Regions from separate parts of the Mus musculus genome. Here region 2 is linked to region 1. Evidence: chromatin contacts called from public Hi-C data. All regions are on one chromosome and are shown on one strand. Each heading gives the region's core, a stretch centred on a gene start, on an enhancer-like site or on the middle of the called end of the contact. The rest is flanking DNA. Distances are from core to core; before and after follow the strand shown.

Region 1 (5,011 bases), core at 812-3,311:
GGGAATAACATAAAATATGATAGAGGATACCCACCATGATTCTCTGGCATACACACACACACACGTACACATGCATGCACACACAAGCACATGCAATTGCTTAAAAGTTGAATGAGATTTGAATTGATATCATAGCAGAAACTATTTTCTTCTTTGAAAGAAAACAGAGAGCTTCCTAATGGTAGAAGAGATGCTTAAGGCACAAAGAACATCTACATAGGTACATAGTGTTGCTCAAATAGATATTTAGTAGTAACTGGAAACTTTTTTTCTTGTCACACTGAAAGTAGGGGTGTGTCTTCTGATATCAGGTAGGTATCAGACATAAGAGATATTAGGCAACATCCTACAAGGCAAAAGATGTCCCTAACAGCAAGAAAGACTATCCAAACAATCATGCCAATGATGCTGAGGCTGAGAATTTGTGTGTTGGAACACTGTAGGACAAAGGTCAGTATACTTTTCCTTAAAATCTAGGTGAGAACATTTTGAGTTTTGCTATTATTATACAGCCTTTGTCACAATTGTCCAATTCAGCCTACGAAGTACAAAGCCAGCCCCAGGAACACCAAGTGGCTGCCTCTGAACTCTTGTACAATCCTATTTACCAAGGCAGGTGGCTGGACCTAGCTGATCCTCCTGGCTTGGTTTATTTCTCTGGATAGAGTCATTCTCATCTTAGAGATTCCTAAAATTCTTATTTCTAGAACTGGAAATTACTTTAATTATCATCATGTGACACATTGATAGAAGTCTAACTTTATGAGTCATGTCTAAAGTGAGAAAAAAAATCACAAGTTCTAGCATGAAATTATGTTGACAGAATGAAACTTGTGGTGTTTTAAACTTATTTTTAAAGAAAAATGCTTCTCTGATGTTGTGCAAAATAGATTTAAAGATTTAACACCATGGTCTCCTCTCCTGAACAAAGTAAGACAAATGACTATACTAGAATAGATGTGCACAGAGTCTCTTAGCCAGAGATTCTCGGGTTTTTTATTTGTTTTTCTTCATGATTCCATGAAGTGTCAACAAAGAATCTCAGAAACAAACTGGGTGGAGGTTTAATCCCAGCACTTGGGAGGCAGAGGCAGGCAGATTTCTGAGTTCAAGGCAAGCCTGGTCTACAAAAGTGAGTTCCAGGACAACTAGGACTACACAAAGAAACCCTATCATGAAAAACCAAAAACCAAAACAAACAAACAAAAAATCTCAGAAATATTACATAAGCTTGCTTAAATATATGCAAAATGATGTGGCTGCATACATATATATACATTTTTATGATGTCCCTAAGTTTGTAGGAATGCAAAATCCACTGCTAAGCTACTCAAGGCCATGAGCTTCAGGCACGAGCTATCCTAAGGGCCTGCATAATTGAACTTACCACATGTGAGCAGAGTGGGCTCTGTCATAGACTGAATGAGTTGTCACCAGTTACAGCACCATTGGTAATCAACCACGTGAAACCCACCTTGCAATCCAGGTTGTATTTGGTGTAAACATTTGGCAAAGGCACAGTTAGGAATCTACACTTTTATATTGTCTTCCTAATGTTTACTCTTTTTTATTTTTTCTCTCCTTTTAACTGCGCCTCGTCCCAAAGAGCCATCTGAGATGTCTTGTGCAGCAGCTAAGTCTATGTAGTAACAGGATACAAAGTTTTTAAAGTAAAAAAGTCTGTAATCTCAATACTCAGGAAGCTGATGGGGGCAGGGGGGTGACTGTTAGTTCTGGCCAGCCTGAACTATATAAGGAGATTGAATCTCAGAGATAAATAAAGATGACGGTACAAAGAAGACACAGAGGGTATAAAGTACAGCCATTGATGGGACAGTTCTACGTCCAAGTCCCTTACATTCCATTTCAGATGTGCCGGTTTATTTCCAGCACCCCTGTTTGCTGGACTGAAAGAGGTGATTTCTACATGACATTTTCCTTATTCTCGGGCTTTATCGGCAGTCTAGCAATCAGTCCACAAACATTTACTAAGTCTCCGTTGTGAGCAAGGCATTTTATTAGGTGGCACTGTGAGTCACAAGGAAGTTTCGCCTACTGAATCATTAACCTCACTTCCTGTATTAAGTGTGCCCTTCGAGAGGCTCTTCTGTCATCTGGCCACAGTAATGGGCTTATGAAATCAGATTTCAATTATAGCTTAACTAAAGAAAGTCCAGAGTAGCCGCCTCAGAATGGGAAAGCAGAGACCAGGGAAAGAATGACAGGCAGAGATAATGGAAGAGACAACAGCCGCTCCAGTGGGAACGGAACTTACAGTCACCAACAGGCCTTACAAAACACTGGCCTTAGAGATGAATGAGGGAAATAGATCAAAATGCTAAGAAGAGTTTTCCAAAGCTTCAACACAGGTCACTGAAGTCCCTGCATGTGGACAAATAAGGGACATTCTTTCCCTAGGGGAGAGAGGATGACGATATCAGATGAACAGAAGGAGTGAAGGCTCTCTAAGACTCACTACTGTCAAGACAAATGCTCAGGATAGGACCCATTCTTCAGATATGTAGCTCTCAAAAGATGGGACATTGAGTTTCAAGATGGAATTGACTTGGTTAGGGAGCCCCACACCCATACCCCACTAAGCCAGAATCCAAATGTCCTACTTTTCTTCTGCTTCCACTGCACAAGGTTAAATTGCTGAGTCATGGTGATGTTGAGCGAGGACAGAAGCATTCTTTAAATTATGGAACATAGCTGCTTCTTCCTGAAGCGAACAAGAAACAGAATCGCTCCGAGCAGTGCGTGCTTAGTCTCTATTGTTGCAGTTGTTACCATGCAGTCACAAACAAAATTCGATGATGAAAGAATTAAGTTCATCTATCCATGCAATATCATTACTCACTTCCTAGGTTCTGGAGCTCCCTAAAGCAAAGGGAGAATATAATTCCAATATATTACATTGCTAGTTGGTTTTATAGCTATCAAGTTCGTACAGGCACATAAATCAGAAGGTATTCAGAGAAAAGAGGCAGATGTTTGCATTTTCCAGACAAGTAAAATCATCTTCTCCCTTATATGCCACCAATCCTCAGCCTTTTCATAAATATAAGAGCTGTAAAAAATCAATTGAGATCCAACATCTAAGTAGTTTGCAGTCCCCTGCCTCTACTCCTGCCCCCACGCTCCAAGTTTTCAGAGCTATCAGAGTAGGACCTGAAGACATTCTGCTATTAATTTCCATAGCAATAAAATTTATAGCAAGGTGTCCAATGTCATGTGGAAGCAGAAGCAGGCAGAAACTGATCCCTATTTTATTAATTGTTTGTTTTGTCTTATTTGAGGTAAAGTGTTTTTTCTATAGCCCAGCCTGGATTCAACTACAATTCTCCTCACTCTCCCTCCCAGGTACTTGGATTACATGTGTCTGAAAATGGCTTTGGAATTTTTAGAATAATCTTTTCCTCAATGTTTTATTCAAAGGTATTCATCTGAACCACAGTGGAGATAGAAGAAGAAGAAGAAGAAGAAGAAGAAAAAGAAGAAGAAGAAGAAGAAGAAGGAGGAGGAGGAGGAGGAGGAGGAGGAGGAGGAGGGGGGGGGAGGAGGAGAAGGAGGAGGAGGAGGAGAAGAAGAAGAAGAAGAAGAAGAAGAAGAAGAAGAAGAAGAAGAAGAAGAAGAAGAAGAAGAGAAGGAAGGAAGGAAGGAAGGAAGGAAGGAAGAAAGAAAGAAAGAAAGAAAGAAAGAAAGAAAGAAAGAAAGAAAGAAAGAAAGAAAGAAAGAAAGAAAGAAAGAAAGAAAGAAAGAAAGAAAGAAAGAAAGAAAGAAAGAGAGAAAGTGAATATATTCAAAAGTCAGTCCACTAAAGAGGTTCTGACTTGAAACTGGTTTTTCAACAGACTATATTCTTTTTGCTTTGGTGCTTTGGCTCCTTGTCAACTTGCACACAGTCCAAGGCACATTAAGATACTTGAATGAAAGCGTCAAACTCAGAGTGTGTCTTTCAACTCATATACTAACTGGCTCTATTTATACCCTGTGAGAGTGCAAAGGCAACAGACCCAGAGTCTGTCATTTTCACAGAGACCACAGCTCCCAGCATCCTTTGTATACAGCAGAGCTTCCATGATTACTAATAGTAAACATGGGATTTAAAATAAAAGGAAATATGGAATATGTAAGTATGTTGATGATATTCTTTTTGTATTTTTTTGGAGATGAATGGAAATCATCACTTTTATATGGAATACAAGAGGAAGCCATCTTACATTAAGACACTATATGTAGTATATGTTGTCAGAAATGTCTAGTACCACAAAACAGTAATTTTGTAAACTATCTTGGTTATAATAAAATATTAGGATTATATTTAAGCTAAATCTCAATGCAAATTGATAGAATAAAGATATTTTGTTTTGAGGATTTTTTTAAAACCATTTTCAATATGTTGGTTTCTGTTGTATAATTGTTGTAGATGTTATAGGTTGTGTTCCTTATTTATTCTGGCTATTGATCTCTTGAAAGATACAGAGATATTTCCCTCTGTGTTATAGATTATGTCTTCAGCCTCTTGCTTTGTTTCTTGTACAAGAGCCTTTGAATTCGATGTAATCCCTCTTATCTACTTTTATTTTTGTTGTGTGTGTTTTCAATCTTATCTAAAAAGCTCCTAACCATAACTCCTATGTTCTTCTGATAGTTTCAAATAGTTTTGGACCTGACATGTACATTTTGAATTCATTTTATGTAGGTTTTTGTATGTGGTGAAATATGAGGTTTTCATCCTTCTGCAAGTAGATAACTAGTTTCAACAGCATCTTTCTTAAAAAGGCCACCCTTTCACTATGTGTCCCTTACTCATTTGTGAAAATCAGTTGATGGAAAATTTGTAGACTTAGCTTATTCTTAGCTTGATCTATTCTATTAACAAGAATGTTTTGGAAACTAAACTGAACATTATTTTGGTATAATATCAAAACAATGAGCTAATGACTTCTGAGCTATAGCTAACATTCTCTGCAATCAATTTTTCTTAATGATTATTCTTAGTGTAAGT
Region 2 (5,011 bases), core at 1,553-4,052, 200 kb before region 1:
AGCTTGTGAAGCTGTAGCAGAAGTACTAGGAGTTTAGGGCTAGCTTAAGCTATCGAGTGAATTTCAAGTCAGGATAGACGATACAAGACCCTATCTCAAACAACAACAAAGTTTAGAATACTTAACATCTTTACAGTCAGGGAAAAAAAAGATACACTTACATTTCAGAAAGTGTGAGAAGAGGAAGAAAAGATAGCTTGCTTTTCAGGTTATTTATTTTTAATCCACAATAATATACTACTTTTCAGTGAAATTGTATGGCTAATACAATTAATCCAGAGTGAAATGTTTCACTCATTATTCATATTTATAAATATGAAATAAGAGTGAAATAGGTCTCCTCACTACTCTCCAGTTTTGTGATGCCTTCGAAAAAAACGCTATTGTCCCTTTAGAGAACTGGGTCCTTCCGCCATTGCCTGTTGAGAACATCCTTCAGTAAGCAGGCCTGGGTTCCTTCGCTCACTGCCGTTCCTTAACTCAGCTCTAGCCCATTTTCGTATTACTCTGACAGCTCTCATCATGAAATGGAGCACCAAGTCTTGGACTTCTTTGTATAACTCTGAGTACCTTACACTGCAACAGAGGGTGCTCAGTAAAGGACACTTGATTGGCTCAGAAGGAATAGGTCAGCTTGGGAGGTGGGAAAAGAAAAGGAGATAGAAAAGACCCCCCCCCCCCCGTCTCTACGCAGAACGCAAATTAACACCAAAGCACTGTCTTTTTCTCTTCTCTTCCAGGCTGTTCTAAAAGGCAGGACCTATTCACAAAAGTTAAGTCCATTTTGCAGGATATGGTTTTAAGTGAAAATCCCAGATCACTCTTAAAATGTGTCTTTTAGGCTAGCTTCAAGCACCACGTCTCTCTCTCTTGTCTCTTCAACACCTCAGGGATGGGCCCAGAGGAGGGAAGGAACAGTCAAACTTCCTCAAAGATGAATTGGGTTAAGAGGTCTTGCTGATGTCGCTGTGGGCTTCTGGCTTCACTGATTCTAAGGCTTCAAAGTGTCCGGAATGAAGAGGGGGAGGGGCCTTAGGCAAAGCACAAAGTTACAGGCATATGTACATATAAGCCTATGAGCCACTAACGTCATCAGATAATGTGTAATGCATTTCTCTAAGATGAGCTTTCTAGTATTCTCCGGTATTAGAAAATACATCACCTTAGAAGATGCTATGGAAAAAAAAATTGTCACAACTGGGATGCAAGCCCACTTCTAAAATTATCACCATGTGTCTATTTCGATTTCCTACCACATTCCCTGGACTCCGAAGAGGTGAAGCTTAAAATCTCTTTCAGCCATTCGGCTCATACAGCACTTCTTTCAATAAGATCATGTTTGTGTTTCCAATGTAAATGACTCCAACCAGAAAAGAGCTTTCTTCCAGACGATTTCCATATAGTGTTGGTAGTTTGCTCCTGCTTCATGTTTTAAGCATGAGGCTGCTGCATAAGAGATTTTCTGTCAACTGAACAAGTTCAATAGAAAATTAAAGACTTATTTTCTTTAGAGGGGGGAAAAGAGAAGTGTGACAGTTGTTATAAATAAATATGCAAATGTGTTTCCCATTGCCAAGATTTTCTCAGAGAAAGAAAGCTTCAGTATGCTCAGACAATAGGGTTCCTCTAAGATCTTCCAGATAGAGGAACCTGTGGCCTTTCATAAATATTAGCAGGACAGACCTATTTGAAGAGGCTGTACAACCGACCGTGCAGTCTCAAATAATGCACTCTCATCACTTCTGGGAAAGACCAGCCTGGCTCTTTTTTAGAGGTTGGACATAGTAAAGATGGTTAGAGGTTTCTCTTGCCTTTCCCTTCTGCTCAGAACATGTTTAATAACACGCACAGTAGGAAGACTTGGTAGGAGTGAGATTAGAAGATAGGGAATTTAAAATATTATTCCTATGCATTCTTAATAGAAATAGACAATTATTATCGTGATCATTGATTTCATTTCTGTCTCCATTAATGCCTCCCTCCCAAGGCTAATTTTATAAAATGACTTGGTCATGGAGCTATCAGTCAGGGCTAATTATATAATTTCTTCCCTTCTTACTGAAAGCCATACCTCATCCCTTGCTGTGTGAGCAAATATTGCTACATTTTAACATTTCTTATTTATTTATGTGTTGGGGGGGCTGCCTCAATGTATACTATAACATATCATCAAAAAGGGTAGAATATCGTGCCAAAACTCCTTCTAAAGACAAATATTGCAGATTTGATTAATGCCTTTTCATGATACACTTAGAAACACAGCTCGTTTCAGAGCATCTGAAACAGACACAGGGGAAAGAAAGGCCTTAGGAGATGCACGCCTCTCCATGCCTTCCCACACGCATCTCAGGAGTCTGCACCGTCCATTATTCTTCTCAGTTATATGTGTTATGACTCCTCCACATTTAACCTTTAGAGGTGTTCTTTCACATTTGTAAAATGGGGGTGCTGCCTAGGAATGCCTCTTTTGAAAATAAGTAAATCCCAGTGCTTATGTGACCAGCTGGCTCTCACAGTCAGCCTAAGGTAGATTGAAGCTTCCAAGGGCATTCCGGGCCTGTCCAACGTTCGAGAGAACCATAGCATCTTGACCCGCTTATGGTTTTCTCTTGAGTACCTCCAAACAAAAACAAGTCTCTGTCTTCCAGACAGTCGGGATGAAAACAGCGTCGAGGACGAGTGATTCAGGTCCGTGAGGTAATTGAGGAAATGTCATGGCAACCGAAATGAACATGAGCAAGCTTCCCATTTGCCTGCGCCAGCAACTTGGCGGGTGGGGGTGGGAGGATGTTTCTGGTTGCATTTTGCTGCGATTAGACTGGATAATGGGGCTGCAAATTGTATCCAACCGAAAGGACTGACTCACCCACAGCAGCAGGGAATGCTTCAGCAGACAGCCCCTGGGAGGACGGAAGAGCCACCGCGAACCAAGCAGAACCTGTGCGTGCATGCAAACCTGTAAACATTAACGTCCTTTCCCGTCTCTGGCTGGATAATGCTTGGGACTCATTTTAAAACGTTTAGAAGAAAAAGTTCCTCATAACTTCCCATTACTCTAAGCCACTTCATGATTTATTTATATATATTAGGGTGCAAAGTGATTTGGAAAACTTTGGCATCTTATCCTTATGACTCACGTTACCCGGGACAGTAATGTGATTAGAGGGTACTTTCCAACTGTTTGAGGGCTTCAGAGAAGTAAAGGGTGTGTGGGTGCATAATGCCATGGTAGTCCCTCTCTTATGTCACACACCCCGAGCCTCTTGTGCTGAGTTTTCTGTAAGGTGCCTGGTAGATTTGGTGTCTACTGAATTGTGGTGGATTGGACACTTGTCCAATAACCTAGGAAGTGTGCCCCATCCTCTGGAAGATGTGAGTATAGTGGCTTTCAAGGTTAATGGCAGAGACATATGTTAATACGGTCCTTGTTTTTTCCTCTCAGTGGTTGGCACATCACATGGCTCTTCGTCAGAGTACAAATGAAGTCACCCCACATTTGACATAGTTTGCCCCCTGTCTGGCGATAGACTGGCACACTCCACAAAACCCCACAAAAGCACAACAGTGTTCACTGGTGCAAAGGTGTCCCAAAGGCTCCTCATTTGGCTCAATGCACTTACGGTGCATTCTAGACTATAAAAGCATGAAAAATTAAACACTCCAATGACAGATAATTTCACAATACATAAATTTACACAAGATAATTCTCTCAAGCCATAAATGGCAAGAAGAAATCTCTTGAAAAATCTTAGGAAAAAAAATTATCCTTAAGATCCTTTATCTTGTTATGTTACTATAGTAATAGAATCCCAACCTGCTCAGGCGACTTTCAAAACAGGTCGGAGCTTGACACTCTGTTGTAAACCCCTAAATACAAAGAAAAATCGTGTTTCTTTATTGGAGTTCAAACTCTAGAAACCTGACAGCTCTCAGAACTTTAAAGGAGACCGACTGACTTCTGTAAAGGGAAAGAGTCCTGACAATTTTAATTCATGCAGTAGTGCAACTAAGAGCCTCTTTGGTGATTTATGAAGGGCATGTTTGTAGACTGGGTTTTGGAATTTTTTGCATGAAAGGTGAATTTGTGCACAGAGTACTCTGGCATCTTCAAAGACCCGTGAGTCTGGCTGCGGCTGCGGCTGCATTTGGTTTGGAAATGTATGAAAGAAACAGTGCCATGCCTCAAGAACACGTTTGAACTGTCATTTTGTTTTGATGGGTAGATGTGGTGGTAGAAACGACTTTGTGTGTGCTGTTCTGTGTATCTGCATTTGAGGTCTCCATCTCATAGCCTTAGAAGCTTCTGGAGAGCTGCGATCACAGCTAGTGAACATACTACGAAGGCAACCCAGCCTCCAACCTTTTCAAATGCTGCTTTGGTTTATTCAATGACATCACAATTCTGCTTTGTCTCAAATGCATTGTGAAGTGATAAAAAGACCGTGAAGGAGGTCAATTATAGTCTAGACTAAAATGGCTGCCCAATTCCTGTCTGTCTGTGTGTGTGTGTGTGTGTGTGTGTGTGTGTGTCTGAGGGGGGGAGGGTTTCTGAAATCAAAAAGTATAATCTAATTAAAGATTCATCCAGAGCCCAATGACAAGGTGGTCCATGAGCAAGAGTTATGGTGTGGAGTGCTATGTTGTTGCTAAAGATAGATGATCAGATTGCCCCCAGCCCTGGGACAAGCAGTGGCCCCAGATTCCTCCAAGCTCTTCCTTTTGGGAGCCACTTCCTCTGCTAGAACTCTATCTTGTATTGAGCCAATATAAGAAAGATGTCTGGATTTATAATATTCACCTTTGAAACCGAGATGTGCTTCCCCCCCCCCCCCCGCCAATACTTGGCTAAAGTATTAGTTATGACATGGAAAGCTAATACAGAGGGGAAAGATGGGTGTGATGGGTCCAGTAACAGGTTTTTCTTGATGCCTGTCAAGTCATTACATAGTATCTGTTCTTGCTTGAAAATAGCAAGACTTAGGTGATCAGGGAAGAGGATGTGGCCCTGTTC

Evidence for each region. Hi-C and Micro-C count contacts between places; a contact is called where the count stands out from the background.
Region 2: a contact with region 1 is called in a Hi-C map of the N1E-115 cell line, with 4 times the contacts expected there. The contact joins two enhancer-like sites. A contact is called at or near these places in 4 of 484 Hi-C or Micro-C datasets (the C2C12 cell line, the N1E-115 cell line, muscle stem cells and 1 more).

Annotation. Positions count from the first base shown.
Region 1 is chr14:99,545,806-99,550,816 of GRCm38.p6, reverse strand. The region is part of intron 1 of Gm41230 (predicted gene, 41230); the gene reads right to left. Among named protein-coding and RNA genes, the nearest start is that of Gm41230, 26 kb to the right of the region's middle. Within about 2 kb of position 2,061, at least 72 of the 459 cell types and tissues checked have an H3K27ac peak or open chromatin away from gene starts, as enhancers often do. A contact at or near this core is called in the N1E-115 cell line, where this site is marked.
Region 2 is chr14:99,746,147-99,751,157 of GRCm38.p6, reverse strand. No RefSeq gene overlaps it. Among named protein-coding and RNA genes, the nearest start is that of Gm22970, 25 kb to the left of the region's middle. Within about 2 kb of position 2,802, at least 48 of the 459 cell types and tissues checked have an H3K27ac peak or open chromatin away from gene starts, as enhancers often do. A contact at or near this core is called in the N1E-115 cell line, where this site is marked.